Linked DNA regions of Hordeum vulgare: region 1 is linked to region 2. A link is a contact called in public Hi-C data. All regions are on one chromosome and are shown on one strand. The core of a region is the stretch at or near the end of the contact, and the rest is flanking DNA. Distances in the headings are between cores, read along the strand shown. Region 1 overlaps LOC123407326 (ranBP2-type zinc finger protein At1g67325). Region 2 holds the start of LOC123413358.

What was found. A called contact is a pair of places that touch in the nucleus more often than the background predicts.
Region 1: a contact with region 2 is called in a Hi-C map of leaf, with 5 times the contacts expected there. The contact joins the enhancer-like site here to the promoter of LOC123413358 in region 2. A contact is called at or near these places in 2 of 6 Hi-C or Micro-C datasets (both in leaf) and 1 of 1 datasets of contacts at active chromatin or transcription factors (embryo).

What each region holds. Positions count from the first base shown.
Region 1 is chr7H:184,684,966-184,687,920 of MorexV3_pseudomolecules_assembly, reverse strand. It overlaps LOC123407326 (ranBP2-type zinc finger protein At1g67325), which reads left to right. Exons shown (of 10, transcript XM_045100436.1): 10 at 263-880. The coding sequence ends at 289. Among protein-coding and RNA genes, the nearest start is that of LOC123407326, 5.5 kb to the left of the region's middle. Within about 2 kb of position 1,295, at least 3 of the 3 cell types and tissues checked have open chromatin away from gene starts, as enhancers often do. A contact at or near this core is called in leaf, where this site is marked.
Region 2 is chr7H:184,511,446-184,514,294 of MorexV3_pseudomolecules_assembly, reverse strand. It overlaps LOC123413358, which reads right to left and starts at 1,361. Exons shown (of 6, transcript XM_045106299.1): 1 at 635-1,361; 2 at 473-518. The coding sequence starts at 1,141.

The DNA.
Region 1 (2,955 bases), core at 46-2,545, 170 kb before region 2:
AGCTAAACATTTTTTTAGGCATATCTGTTCAGACCATGGCCTGTTTACCTTGATTTCCATCATTTTGGTAATACATTTACGAGGGGGAACTGCTACTCCCACTGTCCCAAGCTTGCAAAAACGCCTACATTGTGGGACGGGGGGAGTAAAACAATTTTTGATCCGTAACTTAGTCTGTCCTAGTACTTATCAATTTTCCTTGATGGTTAATAATAATAATAATAATTGATACATGCCATCTGCCATTTTTCGTGAAATAAAGGTTGAAGCTAGGCATGTTGCTTTCTAATGGACTCCCTAGAGCTCACCATTATCCTGTAATGTTCATATGCTACCATGTTCTCTGGAGCGTAGCAGAGATGATACATGATGGAACAGTGAGTTGTGCATAATCGCATTGTGGAGTGTGCATAACGTGGCATGCTTGGTTGGATTGGTGCTCTTTGACTGACTGGCTGCCATTGAAATTAGTTTTTGGCATGTAATACGGGAAAGCTTTTATCAAAGCTGCAACTTTCACACGACTTTGAAGACAACTGTGTTCTAATCGAGAAGGATCTTCCGGGCCATGCTGCTGGACTACCGGTACCGACGAGTTCGCATGCCTTGCGAATGGCAGCTCTCAATGAGTTGCAAGAGAGTAGTTTACAAGATGACAAGTAACCATTTCACTTTTCTTGGAAAACGTTTGTACTGTGTGGACCAATACTCTGTCAGGCAATCGACGGTGTTGCTCACAGCCATCTTGGCACAGCTTGGTTTAGATTTGTTTGTGTGCTTCCACTTTTGTTCACATTCTTGCAACTTTCTTTACTATTTTACGAGAGGATTGGTTGGCTTTGTTGATTTTGCAATCGATTATATATTCGTTTGAATCTGATGTAAACTATTCATTCTGCTACATTGTATTTCTTGGAACAACGATGTTCCCATATTGGTTGGTTAATATCGTTATAACCATTCGGCCAAATATTACAACGAAAGCTTATACGAATATCACGTCGATTTTGGTGAATCTATTTGACGGAAAAAGCACACACGCCAATAGTTGCCCCCCCAAAAGGCACGCTGCTAATCAAATCGTCGACACATGAATACCATCACGGTCGGGGGTAGTTAGCCGCCGCGCCGCGTACGGCGCTAAATCGGTGCAATATAATAAAAGAAAAATGGAAATCGGTTTATAATATAATAAAAGAAAAATGGAAATCGGTGCGATACTTCCGCGCGGCGCAAAGAGATATCTCTGACGTGGTGCGCGGGCGCAGTGGCATACAAGCGGCCAACTATCCATGCCAAACGTACACGCGACGTGGGCTCCGCGCCATGCGTGTGTGCGTGCGGCGTGAGGTCTGACTGTGCTAGACAATGGACATCCCCAGATGTACCTGATGCGTCCGTCGCACGCCGAAGAAAGCACGTGCATTACTCGCACCTGTATTCGGCGATCTCTCGTATTTCAATCTCTTCACATGTATATATATATATTTGGGAGAAGGCCCTGGATATATTACAAAGGTTCTACAAAACACCCTCAATAATAATAATAATTACGTAGAGGATCTGGAGCACCGAACGACCATTACCGTCGCGAGGACGAGGCATTGACATGTCGCTGTCGTCTCTCTGCTAACGGAGCTGATCTGATCTTGTCGATGATAGCCATGAAGTCTTCGTTCACATGCCCATAAGGATCAACACCCATAGTTGCGGTCGTCGATGTTGAACCCTTAATTTGACTTGAAGCGCCTACCATCAAATCTCGCCGTCACATAAACATGACAAAAAACCTTAACCTTACCACTCTAAGGAGGTTGCATGAATCTACACCAGAGCTCCGATGGCTCTTTCCCGACGAATAAAGTTGAGAAGGATCGAAGCCCGAAAGATTAGCTCGAACATGAAACGCCGTCATCCGCCAAAGCACCACCACTTTAAGACCCCCTCCCTCCTAAACTACTAGCCGGAAATGAGGCGTTGAGATCCCCTCCCCATCACCGGCCTCATGAGTGGCACACAACGAGGAGGTGGATCCGCGGGCTGGAAGGCGAAGCTTGGAGGGGAGAGTGCCCTAGCCGCCTCACGTGAGGCCGAAGGAAAGAGTTCAATCCTAGTTGAAGTAACCAACATATTTTTACACAACTGTTCCCAATTCCTCATGAAGAAAAGATACGTCAATGTGAAAACTATTGTTGGAAACAACTCATGTAAAAAAACATATAGACGGGATGAGACTCTCGTTAAAAAGAATAACGCTCTAGCAAAGAAATGGAGAAATTCGTAGAGACATCGTCTTTCTATGCATTCAAATGACACAATACCTATTGATAACCCATAAGTGTAGGGGATCGTTTGTAGTCTTTTTCGATAAGTAAGACTGTCGAATCCAATGAAGAGCTAAAGATAGAATTAATATTCTCTCAAGTTCTATCGACCATCGATACAACTCTACGCGCACAAATGCTTAGTTTACCTAGAACAAATATGAAACTATTTTGCGGAAAAATAAAGAGCAAGTAAATAAAATTTTAAGGTTGTTTAGTACTAGAAAGCATTTTGTGTAACGCAAGAAAATATTGTCCATAGACAATTGAATATAACATGATAGATACTTATTATGTGCAATGAGGGAGAAGCATACGCTAACACACTTTCCATACTTGGATCATATGCACTTCTGATTGGACCTCTAGCAAGCGTCTGCAACTATTAGAAATCATTAAGGCAAACCCAACCATAGCATTAAGCATCAAGTCTTCTTCACTTCCATACGCTCACAACTCTCTTACTCGGGTGTAACTTTTTGTCACTCTCGCCATCCACTATAAGCGAATCATGAACATATTGCGAACCCTCCAGTGTGTATCCTTCACATGTGCGCATCACGGAAGGCACCTTAGGACTGCACCATATCAACACGCAACTCATACCAATGACATCATATCACAATTAACC
Region 2 (2,849 bases), core at 112-2,611:
GAGATGGTAGCGCGGGATATCTTCAACCGGTTTAGATGGCGGTCCAGTAATAGGATAGATGGTTAGGCATCTAGGCCTGTTTTACCGGTTGTGGCACCTTTTGATCTACTATTTATTCTTTACTGCTTTGTTGGAAACTATGAACCGACATCCGTTTGTTTATTTTAATAAAAGGACCGTATGCATCGTGCTGATGCAGAGGCCGGAGGTAACACTCTTTTTCTAAAAAAAAAATCTATTGGGCAGGTATACTCAAATGTTAAAGCAAAAACCTTATGCTGCGAGGGTGAAACTATGAGCAGAACATAAACTAACTGAATAACTGATGCAACCATTCCACCACTGGTAGAGATTAAAAAAAAATAGAAAAGGAAGATTAGCCCGGCCTCTGCATCTGAACGATGCATGCAGCCTGACAGAGATAAAATGCTTGCGAAGAATGTTAGCTAAGCATGGGCTGATGAGTGATGACCTGAAAAGAGCTCATTCTGCTGCTCGATGGAGTCCGAACCCTCAAACTGTCACCAAAGGCAAATCGAACACGGTTCAGCAAACAATTCATTTTCATCTGTATGTATCAGTCACAGGGACAGGGAGAATAGGTCCATGGAATGAAGCATGTGTGTGTTAGTACCCTGCAGGAGAGCATCTCGACGGTGCAGTCGTCGCGGGTCGGGGTGACGCGGAGGTCCAGGACCGGTGCGACCTGGAAGCCGAGGAAGCCCATGGGGTGCAGCGTGCACCTGAAGGTGCCGTCCGACTCCGACTCCACCGGCGCGAAGCTCTGCAGCGCCCGGGTGTTGAGCAGGGACTCCACGCCGGCGGGGTGCCGCAGGAACTCGCCGATGCCGCCCTGGTCCGGCAGCGCGTCCAGGAGCCTGATGCTCTCCCGCCGCCTCGCCGACAGCCGGGCCCGCCTTCCCGACGGTGTCGTCGCCACCGTCGACACGGACTGGCCGCGCTCGTCGCCGCCGTTGCTGCCTGCCGACGCGGCTCGCCATGACCGGATCGCCTTGTTGGGCGGCTTGCATGGATCGGCAGCTGCTGCTACTCCTGCCGCCCTTGATGATGCCGGGGCCGGGACCGACTGGCATCTGGGGAGGAAGAAGGAAGGTCCGGTTGCTGCCGCAGTGGGCCTCATCCCATCGCCTGGATCTTCTAGGACGCGGCAGCTTTACCTGTGCATGGACATGGACTCATGGAGTGACAGAGAGCTCAGGGAAGAGAGAGAGAGAGAGAGAGAGAGAGAGAGAGAGAGAGAGAGAGGCAGAGCGGAGCCAGCCACTGATGGAGCTTATCGTTTTTGCGCCTACACCGAACTCGGTCTCTGGTCTCTGCCAATCACCCGCAGCCGTCGTACACAACTAGACATGGGCGTGAGTGTGTGGTTCCTGACATGCTCCGCTGTCAACTTCGTACCGGGCTCATGTCCATCTGTCAGAGCCGGAAATTTTCCAGGCCAGTTTGGACAGTTTTCTCTCAATTTTTGTATGGAATTTTGGTACCAGCAATTTCGTACTCTCTTAATTATTAGCTATCGGTTTTATAATTTTTTTACATAGAAAGTACTACGCCCTTGGTTCTAAAATAAGTGCTGACACTTATTTTAAAATGGAGAAAGTATATTATAAGTAAAACCTTAACTTTTTTTAGGTAACCTCAACCATTTACTTCTTCTCTTTTCTTAGTCAACTCTGTATTCACATGCAGTGGCGGATCTAGTCCACTGACCAGGGCGAGTCAACAGTGTTACCACATATATATATATATATATATATATATATATATATATATATATATATATATATATATATATATTTACTTTTTAGTTTTTTTCTATGATATAAAAGTTGTTTCCAAATCTCAGGATAGGCCATGGCCCACCCTGGCCACCCTCTACCTTCGTTATTGATCATATGCAATTGGATGCGTGAGCGAGAGAAGTTGCAATTTATTTTCTTTGAACTTTCGCAGCTCCACACGAGCCAAAACCAATCATATATACCTCCTACATATTCAATCTCCACTGATTATAATTCTTTCAGAATTAATATTCGGAATTATCCACACAATCCCTTTTAAACACATGTCATCTCATGCACGTGGGATCGATGTAGGCCATATAATCGTTTATTTTTAATACCATGTTGGTAAAACTTTAAACTCAAGACCTTTTGGCTCTGATACCATATTGAATTCATGCTCCATTCAGTTTCTCTAAAAGCCTGAACTGATGAAGAGCGGCGGGCAATATATTTCAACACGTGCTACATGTTGAAATCTGTGATGGGCCCATGTAGGTGGTGGCATGACAACATGGTGGTGGAAAGTTTAGTCTCATCCCGCTAGTGGAGAAGAAGTTGGACCCTTTTATAAGGGTCTCTCTTCTACATGCTATTGGAGAGTGAGAAGATAAGAGGCCTTGATACGTCTCCAACGTATCTATAATTTTTTATGGTTCCATGCTATTATCTTGTCAACTTTTGATGTTTTATATGCATGATTATGCTATTTTATATCTTTTTGGGGACTAACCTATTAACTGAGTGCCAAGTGCCAGTTTCTATTTTTTCCGTGTTTTTGACCTTTTTTAGAGAAGAATATTAAACGGAGTCCAAACGGAATAAAACCTGCGGGATGATTTTTTCCATAACAGAAGATACGCAGGGAACTTGAGAACCAAGGCAAAGGATCTCGGGGGAGGTCACAAGCCCCCTAGCCGCGGCCTGGGGGCGCGCCTAGCAGGCTTGTGGGCCCCACGTGGCTCTTTTGCCCTACTTCTTTCGCCTATAAATTCCCTAAAAAACCAGAACCACCAGAGAGAGCCATGAAAATACTTTTCCGTCGCC